2 separate regions of the Mus musculus genome follow, and region 1 is linked to region 2. The links are chromatin contacts, called in public Hi-C maps. All regions are on one chromosome and are shown on one strand. Each heading gives the region's core, a stretch centred on a gene start, on an enhancer-like site or on the middle of the called end of the contact. The rest is flanking DNA. Distances are from core to core; before and after follow the strand shown.

Region 1 (5,910 bases), core at 2,388-4,887, 1.7 Mb before region 2:
GGCCAGAAGGGGAGGTCGGGGGCCCCAGGACCAGTAAGATCCCAGTCTGGTTAAGAGTGAGTGCCAAGTGCAGAGAACTGGGAGAAGAGAGAAGAAGGAGGAGGCTTAGTGTTTCAGCTAGCTTAGGTGAAGAAAGGCCTTCCCAATGGCGATCTTCAATGAAGCAGCTCTCTGAGACAATCTTAGTTTGCTCATATTTCTTTGTTGGCAGTGGATGAATGCATAAGTCTTATTCAGAGTGAACTGGGGAGTATATAATTTTGGGGAGGGGCATGAGAATATTTAGGAAGGGAGGTCATTTATCGCTTCATTTAGCTGGAGGAGGTGTTCCAGGGGCTGTGTTATTTGACTGTGGTCACCTTAGTTGAGGATGGTGGTTACATGATGCAGAGTGAAGAACCAAGGTAGCTTCCCCCCAACCCCCTTTCTGCCTGCCCCAGTCCAGATGCCTCCTGCCTTTGAAGAGGGCAAACAAAAGGCTGCCTGTCCTAGCCTCCCTCTCAGCCTTAACCCCTGGCTGCACTCTCTCTCCAGTTACATCTAACAGCCAGCACTTCCCTGACGCAGATGACTCCTGCCTTTGAAAGAGACAGAAATTCCTTGAAGTCATCACGCCCCCCACTCGTGAGCTGTGGAAAAGAGGCAATTAGGTGTTCCCAGACAGCTGTGATGGGTTTGTAAAACTCCACTAGCCTCCCATAAGGGAGTGAGTTATTGTGGTAAATCTCCAACCCAAATAAGCCCGTGCAAGGAAAACACAATTCATATGGATACAAGCTGCGCACCTAGATTGGGCCGATCACCACTGCACTACTCTATCCCCCAGCTATGAGATCCCTGCCACTTGCGGTTTCTCTAGGCCACGTGCTTCTGCTCCATTTTCCTTCCACCTCCTCCTCTTCCGGCTTCCTCTCTCTCCTTCCTCTCCGCTCTCCCCCTCCTCCTTTCTCTCCCTTTCTCTAAAACTTTCAGCTCCACCTTTCCCTTCCACTGCCCAATCACCAGTTCTAGCCTTTATTTTACAAGATAAAATGGGGAGAACGTTCACATGAAGTCACGTGAGTTTGTGATTCACTCCTTGTCCGAGGCAGCCTCTCTTGGGGAAGTGGAATTAGCATCAAAATACAAACAGGGCAATTTATAACAAGTTATTTCTTCCCAGGTCAAAAAGGTCCTTTTTCAGCTGCATGTCTGAACAAACATTATTGGTCCTGAAGGATGGTATTCCTTCATCCTCTGCCCAATCATGTAACACCAGGGCTCGAGAGCCCCATATATACCCTGAGCCCCTCATTTCTAACCTGCAGAGCAAGGAAGGCTGTGATCCGATCTGGGTCTAGACTCTGTGTTTACATCGGTGGCACGATTTCTGGCGGTCTCCTGGGGTTCCCAAGAACTGGGCATAACAAGAGCAAACATGGACATAGAGAGCAGGCAGCCCTACTCCCACCATCTTAAATCTCTGAGATTCCTGCGGTCTGAGCATGCTCCACCTCACCAATCCAGTGCCCATCTGGTGGCACAATCCACATGCCCTACAAGGGTGTATTTTGGCTCACAGTTGAAGGTAAGTCAGTTCTGTCAGGGAAGTAAGTCCAAGAGCTTATAGCAGCGGGTCACGGCATAAGAAGGCAGGAAGCAGAGAGGGATAGAAGCATCCATACAAGCACTGGACTTGCTTTCTCCATCTTTTACAGTCCAAGATCCCCTGTCCCCCAAGCCATCCCCCACACAATAAGGTGGCCTTTCCCACGTTAATTACTGTCATCAAAATAATTCTCTATAGGGATGCCCAGAGGCACTAAAATCTCCTAGGTGATCTTGTATTCTGTCACACTGACAGCCCCAGCCATTACCCTCTGTGCCCTACATGATACATTGTCACATTGATACATGATACAATGTTGTTCCCACCACCACCACCACCACCTGTGCACTTTTCCAGAGGATCATGGGAAGGCATACTGTAACAGGAAGATCTGGACCACTATGATTTGGAAGGGAAAGGGGGTCACTTTACCACCTCATAATCTCCTAAAAACGTCCTCACTTACATCGTCTCAGCTTTTTGGCCAGGCTAGCCAATCATTCCAGGCTAGCCAATCAATGAGCTTCAAGTTCAGTGAGAGACTTTTGTCTCAGAACATGAAGTGGAAAACTATTGAGGATGACATTGGACCTCGGCATTTGGCTTCCATATGCACTCGCACAAGCACATTCGCCAGTATACACGTGAACACATACATACCACACACACTCCACATATAAACAGCAAGTTCTGCAGCTGGTGAGGTACATGAAGAAGGGTGTACCTCAAACCACCTTAGGCAAAACATAAATTCTACAATCCACCACACTGGGAATTTCAAAGGTGGGTGTGGCTAAGGTGGGGGCCTTGGAGGGCGGTCTGGCAGAGAAAGTTTCTGATTGGCTGATTTGGAACACGTGCCCCTAACCAATCTGTGTGACTAGAAGGATGGGCTGCCTTCATTGGTCAGTCTAGCTAGTAGCTATAGTGGGCTGGAAGATGCTGTGTGGACAAACAACTGATGTGACTGTCCACACCAACCTTGTTCACAGAAGTCTCCTCCAGTGACCTGATGTCACCACACTTGGGGATTGCTAATTCGTCAAGAGCCCCAGCCTGAGGCTAGATCAGTCCTCACACTTTAAGAACACTTACTTCTGATTCCTGCTCTCATGTACCGTGTGTGATGGTCTGTCTGTCTGTCTGTCTCCGGGTGGCTGGAATTTTCGTCCAAAAGTAACAACCACCAAATTTTTGCAAATAAGTAAGAAACAAACAGAGTAGGTTCTGTTGGACTGAGAATGAGTGGACAGGAAGAGGCACGGTGGCCTGCAGAGTCGCGGATTCTTTCTTCCCCCTCTCAGTACCCACTGCTTCCAGAGCAGCTCCTAAGTATACACTTCTTTCTCCGTGTCCTTTGTTCGCTGTCTACAGCTAGGCTGAAGGTAAATCTGCACCCTGAGTCTTTGTCAAGGGCTGTTGGGTTAGTGGGGTGTCCCACATCCAATCGGGGCTCAGGCCGCGGGAAGTTTTGACTGCGCTTACCCCACAGCGCCCCGCAGGCATCGGGCTATGAAAAGCCGTTGGACACTGCTTGGGGGGGGGGCGCAGTCTGAGGTCCCCAGGGACTGCTGGAGCTGGCTCGGGGGTCCCCAGGCCTGCAAGGAGGCTGGGGTCGTCTGGTTCCCGAGCTCTTGGACACCCAGACTCGGCTGGATGCTGCGAAAGAACTGATTGGGGGCCTGCGGGCTGGATGTAGTCCGGGGTCGATGAGGAAAGGCAGGGAGAGCTTGGGCTGGGTTCCAGGGGGGAGAGAATCCTTGTCTTGTTTGGCAGAGTGGCTTGGCTTGGTGGAGGCCATGGCTGGGAGCGCTGAGAGGCCTCCTGCGAGAGATTAGCGGAGGCTCTTTAGGCAAAGGCCTGCTCCATTGCTCCCCAAGGCGATGAAAAGAGACAGTCCATGGTTTGAAGGCATTTATTGTCATGGCGGAGAGTTGTGCTGAGTAAAACCATACCCCACTTTCTCAGTGCCGCCCTGAGGTTAAATACCTTTTGCAGAGAGGAGTGTCTGGGAACTGGAGTTTATTGGCTAAGCCTCCAGGCCTTCAGGTACCTCATTAAAATGGAGGTCTGTCTTGAGGCTATGAGACCACAGGTCAAATCCTCTACCTCTGGAGGGGCTTGGGGCGTTGCCTTTATGTGAGTGATGACCACAGAGCTATGAAGAGCTGCAGCCTTATGTCAGAAGCCTGGTGTCCAGGAACATGGCAAAACGCCTACCGTTTCTTGCAGGGTGATCTCCTGCGAGGCCACCAGGATTTCCAACCTAGCTCAACCAGAAACTGGGCTGCCTTTCACCATCCTACAAAGGGCAGCTGAGGCTCAGGGGGATGTGAGGTGTGCAGATTCGGCAGACAACATTTTATCCACTCCTCTGAAAGCTGAACTGAATTACCACCATTGTATACTTAGTTGTGATTCATTCCAGAGATCCAAGATCACAATTGTGGATGCTCATAGCTTCTTTACTTACAAAGATGAAAGGGGAGACCACCACACTCCCACTAACCAGGGAGCAGGGCAGCAGGTTGTGGCATATCCATTCAATGAAATCCTATTGGGCAGTAAACTAATGAAGTCCTGATGCTAGCTAGCCACAGCAGGCGAGCTGTGGGAACCAAGCTGTGGGAATGCGGGTGCCAAGGGAACAAAGCCAGTGTAAAAAGCTGTGTGGTGCAGGATTCAGCTTCCATGTATGATGTGGAGAATGGGCAGGTCTACGGAGATGCTAAGAAAGTTGTTAGCTGTTGTTAGGGGCTTGAGGGGGGTGGGGCAGGGAAGGGAATGTGTCTGTGTCTGTTCCTGGGTGCACAGTTCGCTATTGAATTAGATGTTGGTGATGGATTAATATACACAACGATGTGAATGTATTGAAACTGTACATGTTAAAAGGGTAACTTATGGGGCTGGAGAGATGGCCCAGAGGTTAAGAGCACTGGCTGTTCGTGCTGAGGACCCAGGTTCAATTCTCAGCACCCATATGGCAGCTTATAACCACCTGTAACTTCAGTTCCAGGGGACCTGACACTCTCTTCTGGCTCCTCAGGCACCAGGTACACATCTGGAACATCTGGATAGATACATGCAGGCCAAACACTCCTGCACACATAAGTAAATACACATTTCAGGCTGACCTGTTTGGGGTGTGAGTTCTCTCAGGTCAAGAGGGCTCCTGTGGGTGCACAGTTTGTGAATGGCGGAAGTGCACTTTGACCTTCATGGCTTGTGGCTGCTTTAGAACAAGCCTAGGATTTCTTACCTTGTCTTGGACCTGACCTTGGGCCAGCATCTGACCTCAGCCTGCTATTCGGTGAGGTGGGATGGGACGGTCTAGGCCCTGGGGTATGGAGGAGTCTGATACTCATACAGAGATGGTGGGAGTGGAGGGGGAGAGGCATTCCCATCGGAAATTCCCTTCCTCTCTCTTTCCTGTAAGAGCGGCCAGGCTCTTCCAAACCTTATCTGCCCTTCCAAGCTCTCCACAGAGCTCCCAGGTCTGCAGGTGCAGCCCAGGTCTGCAGGCGCAGGACAGACATGCAGAGGCAGATACCCGAGTGCCCAGCTTGAGGCTCAAATGTCTGCCAGAACCTTCTGGAAAAATCAGAGTCTGTTCCAGGACCCACTTCCCACTGACCTCCTTAAAAGGTCTCTTGTTTCCCCTTGGCTGATGTTTTGGACCTACTGTGTGCAGCAGTCTCTTGGGAACATTCTCTCTGCTTCCTTTTATTCTTCCTTTCTTTACTTCCTGGTTGTACCTTTTCCAAAATGAAATTTAAGTTACACGGGGTGTGTACCAATACGATTTCTTTTAGATGCCTTTAAATAACTCTGACTCAACATTTTCCTCCCTTCGCATTGAGAGGGTGCTCTCCTGCATACAGTCTTCCTTGGTTCCTGTGTGCTATAGTTGACCCATGCCCATGGATGAATAGCTGAACACATGTAATTTTTTCTTCATGGCCAACACCCCAGTTATCTTTCTATTCTCGACCCTTGTGTACCTGGGCACACGTTTCTCCAGGACAGATACTGCCCTGGTGTGGATCTGTTGGGTCACAGGGTGTGGACATTTAACATCTCAACAAACATGACCAACTGTTCGCCACTGTCACTTAGCCAACTAAATTCCCACCAGTAGAACACTCAAGACCCTTTCCCCAACTTCAGTGCCAAGTCTGGAACTCATCCGACTTAAAATGTCTTGTCAATAGGTGTGTCTCAAGGCGTTGCTAATTTATATTTCCATTGGTGTTTTCTAGGTTGCTGGAGTCAGAGGGGAACTCAGAAGTTGGGGTTTGATAATAATAAACCCAATTGTATTA
Region 2 (6,346 bases), core at 2,856-5,355:
GTACATTTACACAATGGAGTACTACTCAGCTACTAAAAAACAATGACATCATGAAATTCGCAGGCAAATGGATGGAAATAGAAAATATCATCCTGAGTGAGGTAACCCAGACAAAAAAAGAACACACACGGTATGTACTCTCTGGCAAGTGGATATTAGCCCCAAAGCTCAGGATGCCCACATTATAACCCGTAGAAGTTAGGATGACCAAAGTGTGGATGCTTCAATCCTACATAAAAGGGGCAACAAAATAATCACAAGAGGTAAAGGGAGGGAGAGACATAGGAGAGAGGAAGGGGAGGGGGCAGTAGGACCATGAAAGGCAGCCTGGTCCCTGATCAAGCACAGGAAACCCCGGTGACCCTCAGGGACAGGCAGGCATTTTTGCCACGCTCCCAGACACTAGGCTCCTGACATGAGGCCGCAGCCCTCCATAGAGTGATGTCCTTCTGTCACTTAAGGGCAACACCCCAAGTCCCTCCACAGGTAGAGATGTGACCACAGGTCACATCGCATCAAGACAAATCTTCATTTTAATGAGGTATCTAAAAGCCTGGAGGCTTAGCCAATAAACTCCCCTTCCCAGATGCTTCTCCCTGCAAAAGGTATTTAACCTCAAGGGGTACAGTTTTATTCATTTACTCTCTGCCATGACAATAAACGTCTTAAAACCATGGGCTGCCTTTTTTCATTGGGATCCACCATGGGGAGCAATGAAGCATGCCTTTGCCTAAAGAGTCTCCTCTAATCTCTCGCAAGAGGCCTCTCAGCGCTCCTAGCCACAGCCTCCACCAAGGAAAGCCACCCACCAAACAAGCCAAGGACTCTCTCCTCCCCACAGAACCCAGCCAAAGCTCTCCCCTCTTCCCCCCTTGGCCCTGGGCTAGATCCAGCCCGCAGGCCCCCACTCCCTTCTCAGCTCTTTCGTGGCATCCAGCAGCGCCTTGGTGCCTAAGAGCTTGAGAACCAGAAGGCCCCAGCCTCCCTGTAGGGGGACCCCTGAACCAGCTCCAGCAGTCCCTAGGGAACTCAGACTGTGCTCCCCCACCCCCGAGGGGTGTCCCGAGGCTTCCCATAGCCCGAAATCTGCCCAGTGCCAGCGTCGAATAAGTGCAGTCAAAACTTTCCGTCTCCCAAGCAGCAGGACCCTGAGCAGATGTGGGACACCACAAACGCTACAGGGCAGGATCAGGTATACAAGGGACAGGTAACAAGTATATAGGGGTCAGGAAGTTGAATAAAAATATGTAGTAGTGGGAAGTGGGGAACTGGGGGTAGCCACTAGAATGTCCCAGATGCCAGGGAATCGAGAGGCTCCCAGGACTCAATGGGGATATTAGCTTAAATACCCAACAAAGGGGAGATAGAACCTGTAGAGACCACCTCCAGTAGATAGGCATGGCCCCCAGTTCAGGAATGGGGCCACCCAACCAAATCAAAAATTTTAACTCTGTCTAAAGGAAATACAGGGACAAAAAGTGGAGCAGAGACTGAAGGCCATCCAAAAACTGCCTCACCTAGGGATCCATCCCATGTACAGACACCAAACCCGACACTATTGCTGATGCCAAGAAGTGCTTGCTAAGAAGAGCCTGGTATGGCTGTCCCCTGTGAGGTTCTACCAGCACCTGACCAATACATATGCAGATACAGCCAACCAGTGGCCTGAGCCTAGGGACCCCAATGGAAGAGCTAGGACAAGGACTGAAGGAGCTGAAGGGGGTTGTAACCCCATAGGAAGAACACTATCAACTAATCGGACCCCTCAGAGCTCCCAGGGACTAAACCACCAAGCAAAGAGTATACATGGAAGGACCCATGGCTCCAACTGCATATGTAGCAGAGGATGGCCTTGTCGGGCATCAGTGGAAGGGGAGGCCCTTGGTCCTGTGAAGGCTTGATGGTCCAGCTTGAGAGGATGCTAGAGCAGTGAGGCAGGAGTGGGTGAGTGAGTGGAGGAGCACACTCCTAGAGGCAGGGGAGAGGGGATGGGATGGGGGGGGGGTTGCAGAGGGAAAACCAGGAAGGGGACATTTGCCATGTAAATAAATAAAATAGCCAATTAAAAAAAAAGTTCTGGGTTCAGTTTCTACACCACACATAAGAGTCTTTGTTTTAGTTGGGTGTAGTGAAACATGGGAGGCAGAGGCAAATGTGTCTCTGTGAGGTCCATGCCTGCAGGAGGACAGAGTTAAAACCCTGCCTCAAAGCAAAAACTTATCCTGGTAAGGATACAATCTATTTACGTTTGGTTGCTAATGACTTTCCTAATAAACAATGACCTCATTTAGGGTCATGAAAGTTTACCTGTCCATTACAAAACATTTGCGTGGTTTTAGCTCTTAAGTAGAGGCCTTTGGTCTGTGGTGTTTACATGCTGTGTGGTACAGGAGTTCTAGCGTCCCCTCCATAATCTGTTCTAGACTTGTTCCACTGCTGTTGGAGATACCTCCTTACAGTTCTCTCAGGTTGCTTAGTTCTTGTGTGTCTCCCTGTGTTGTGATCCAGCGACATATTTTTATCTGTGGCCTCACTTCCCCTGAGGCTGGTATCTCACACGACCATCGGTGCAGGTGCCCAAATGCACAGCCAAGCCAAAACCCAAACCAAGGCAATAGAACAAAGGCAACGGGACTTCACAAACCATCTTCCTGCTCTCTCTTCATTGGGTAACGGAATACCAGCAGCTATCACCCATCACTACCCTACATTCCATTTCCACAGATGCACACGTGGACACATACAGACACGCATGCACACACAGGTACACACAACACAGACGCATACACGCACATTTACACAAAGCCAAAACCCTACACTTCAACCCCTGAGAGTCCCAGAGCCCTCCTTCCTCACGGAAGCACATTTCCAGTGGGTACACGGTGACTCACGGCATCTGACTCTGAGGGGAAAATTAGGTTTTCTTACAGAGATTAGAAAGAAGTAAAAAACTGAAATACTGCATCTGCAGCCCACCTGAAGCCATCAATGGTCACCTCCAGGACTGTCGGATTTTTCTGTCCACAGAGTTTTTCTGTGTAGCCCTGGCTGTCAGACCAGGCTGGTCTTGAACTCAGAGATTCACCTGCCTCGGCCTCCTGAGTACTGGAACTAACGTCGCATGCCACCAGGACCTGGGTGAGTGAGGTGGTCTTATTTAATTAATGCCACTGTCCACTTTCCGTCTTCAAGCATAATTTCATATACTGCTTCATCTGTAAATATTTTGACATATATCTTTTTTAAAAATGTGGCCATTTTTAAAGAAACATCACCATACCATTATATCAAAAATTAATGAAAGCCCAGTGCTCAGGAAGCAGAGGAAGGCGGAACTCTGTGGGTTCGAAGGTCAGTGTTCCAGGACAGCCAGGATTAGAGTGACTTAGCCTCGAACGCAACAAAAGCCACCCACTAAGGCTAATTTTTTGCTTGGTTGGTTGGGTTTTGGGGTTGTTTGTTTGTTTGTTTGTTTTGTTTTGTTTTTTTCGAGACAGGGTTTCTCTGTATAGCCCTGGCTGTCCTGGAACTCACTCTGACCAGGCTGGCCTCGAACTCAGAAATCCGCCTGCCTCTGCCTCTCAAATGCTGGGATTAAAGGTGTGTGCCACCACTGCCCGGCTCACTAATTTCTTAATCATGTTAAGTACCTAAGTCCTTAAATTTTTAAATTAATCTTTGATTTAAAAATATTCTTTTTATGAGGCTGAAGAGATGGCTTAATGGTTAAGAGCACTGACTGCTCTTCCAAAGGACCTGGGTTCAATTCTCAGTACCCATGTGACAGGGCACAATTGTGGTAAATCTCCAACCCAAATAAGCCCATGCAAGGAAAGCACGACTCAATTAATATGATTACAAGCTGCGCGCCTAGATTGGGCCGATCACCACTGCACTACTCTATCCCCCAGCTATGAGATCCCTGCTACTTGCGGTTTCTCCAGGCCATGTGCTTCCGCTCCATTTTCCTTCCACCTCCTCCTCTTCCAGCTTCCTCTCTCTCCTTTTCACCCCTCCCCCCTCTAAAACTTTCAGCTCCACCTTTCCCTTCCACTGCCCAATCACCAGCTCTAGCCTTTATTTTACAAGTTAAAAAAGGGAGAAGGCTCACCGGAAGTCACCTGAGAACAGGATTCACCCCTCCCCCCAAGGCAGCCCCTCTTGCTGAAGCAGAATTAGCATCAAAATACAAACAACACCAAAGCAATCCACCACGCACAATTGTCCAAAATCTGACACCCTCACACAGGCATACATGCAGACAAAACACCAATGTATATAAAATAAATAAATTATTTTTTAAAATACATTTTATGTCAGGCCTTAGTGGCACACATTGAGTCCCAGCACTTGGGAGGCAGAGGCAGGATGATCTCTGAGTTTAAGGCCAGCTTAAGCTACAAACAAGTTCACAGAGAAACCCTGTCTTGGAATATATATATGTTCCACAAATAAATAAAACCTTTTTATTTCTGGTAATTGCGTACTTCAGTCCCTCTAACCTATTAGTTCAAGTCCAGCTCTTATTGCCCAGTGTTTAGATTGTTTGTTTCTTGAAACAGAATTTCTCTGTGTAGCCCTGGTTATCTTGAAACTCTGTAGACCAGGCTGGCCTCAAACTTAGAAATCCGCCTCCGGGGCTAGAGAGATGGCTCAGTGCTCTTCCAAAGGTCCTGAGTTCAAATCTCAGCAACCACATGGTAGCTCACAACCATCTGTAATGAGATCTGATGCCCTCTTCTGTTGCATCTGAAGACAGCTACAGTGTACTTAAATATAATAATAAATGAATCTTTAAAAAAAAAGAGAGAGAAAAAAAAGAAATCTGCCTTCCTCTGCCCCCCCCCCAAGTTCTGGGATTAAAGGCGTGTGCCACCACGACCGGCTACACACTGTGTGTTTTGCTGGTCCTGTACCTTGGTCCTCTGACACACTCTCTGGATCTAAAGTATGAATGGATGCAGACTTTGTGACAAGAAAACTCCTACTGTGTGCTTTTATTACACCTGGCTGACTGCACATTGCAGCATTGACGCTTAATGACTGAATCAGTCGAGGGGTTATAATGATGATGTTTTAATTGTCTCATGCACTTATATAATGTCTGAAACGTACAAGAAGAAATTTTTAGGCTGGAGATATAGTAGAATACTTGCTTAACATGTAGGAAGCTCTGAGTTCAGCTTACCACCGAGACTAACTAGCGCTCAATCCACAAAACCCACTTGTTGGAAAGAGGATAAACTTCTGTGAGTTGTCCCACACGGCCCCAGAGACATTCTATGGGCTTAAGATTTCCGTGTTGCAATTCCATTCAGTCCCTCACCAAAAGGAAGCAGGGTTGGCTTTTGGAGGTCCTATATCCATAGACTAGCCTCAGATCACAGCAATACCCCTGCCTCAGCATTCCAAGTGCTGGGATTACAGCGTACCCCCACACCTGGCTTGGAATCACCTATCTCTAGGGGTTGGGGAACAAGCTGGACATGGTAACAGATGGTAATTCAGGTAGGCTGAGGCAGGAGAATCACTGTAAGACCGTGTGAGGTATAGGGTGGAAAGAGGGTTACTACAGATGGGAAGCAGGAACTGAGGTCTAAGTCTTTAAGGTGAGATCGATGCTCAACAAGACTTTCAATTCAAATTCAAGACCTCAGAATTCTTTTAAACTCTTTTAAACAGGGATTCTCTGTATAGCCCTGGCTGTCCTGGAACTCACTTTGTAGACCAGGCTGGCCTCGAACTCAGAAATCTGCCTGACTCTGCCTCCCGAGTGCTGGGATTAAAGACCCGGATGTTAAATCCTATTTATACTTTCTCCAAACATCACATGTCCTCCCACAGGTCTTGTCTCAGCCAAACACCAAGTGAAGCTGTATCACCTGAAATATCCAGAAACTTCCACTTCAGACGTTGGAGCCTACTTCTCTGGGATTCCAATATACAGAAGATCAACGGAGACACTCCGGCTTGTGGACTGAGGGACTACTGGATTCTTGGCCATTCACAGCTAGCCACTGTTGGATTAGTTGGTCTGGAACCTCTACATCATTCCAATAAATTCCATAGATAGATAGATAGATAGATAGATAGATAGATAGATAGATAGATAGATAGATAGATAGACAGACAAGAGAGAGAGAAAGAGATTTCATAAGTCTATGACTCTAGAGAAGCTAACAGAGAGAGAGAGATTTCATAAGTTCTGTGACTCTAGACAACCTGACTAATAAAGACCTTCTACCAGATGCTATCAGATTCTGGACATGCATTTATGCTACTCTGCCTTACTCCATTTTTAAGGAGTATTTAGTGCCACGCACTCCAGTCGAGTCAGCTTGACAGG

The links. Hi-C and Micro-C count contacts between places; a contact is called where the count stands out from the background.
Region 1: a contact with region 2 is called in a Hi-C map of trophoblast stem cells, with 22 times the contacts expected there. The contact joins two enhancer-like sites. A contact is called at or near these places in 2 of 484 Hi-C or Micro-C datasets (embryonic stem cells and trophoblast stem cells) and 1 of 115 datasets of contacts at active chromatin or transcription factors (embryonic stem cells).

What each region holds. Positions count from the first base shown.
Region 1 is chr4:135,670,263-135,676,172 of GRCm38.p6, reverse strand. No RefSeq gene overlaps it. Among named protein-coding and RNA genes, the nearest start is that of Ifnlr1, 13 kb to the left of the region's middle. Within about 2 kb of position 3,637, at least 10 of the 459 cell types and tissues checked have an H3K27ac peak or open chromatin away from gene starts, as enhancers often do. A contact at or near this core is called in trophoblast stem cells, where this site is marked.
Region 2 is chr4:133,954,295-133,960,640 of GRCm38.p6, reverse strand. No RefSeq gene overlaps it. Among named protein-coding and RNA genes, the nearest start is that of Hmgn2, 11 kb to the left of the region's middle. Within about 2 kb of position 4,105, at least 9 of the 459 cell types and tissues checked have an H3K27ac peak or open chromatin away from gene starts, as enhancers often do. A contact at or near this core is called in trophoblast stem cells, where this site is marked.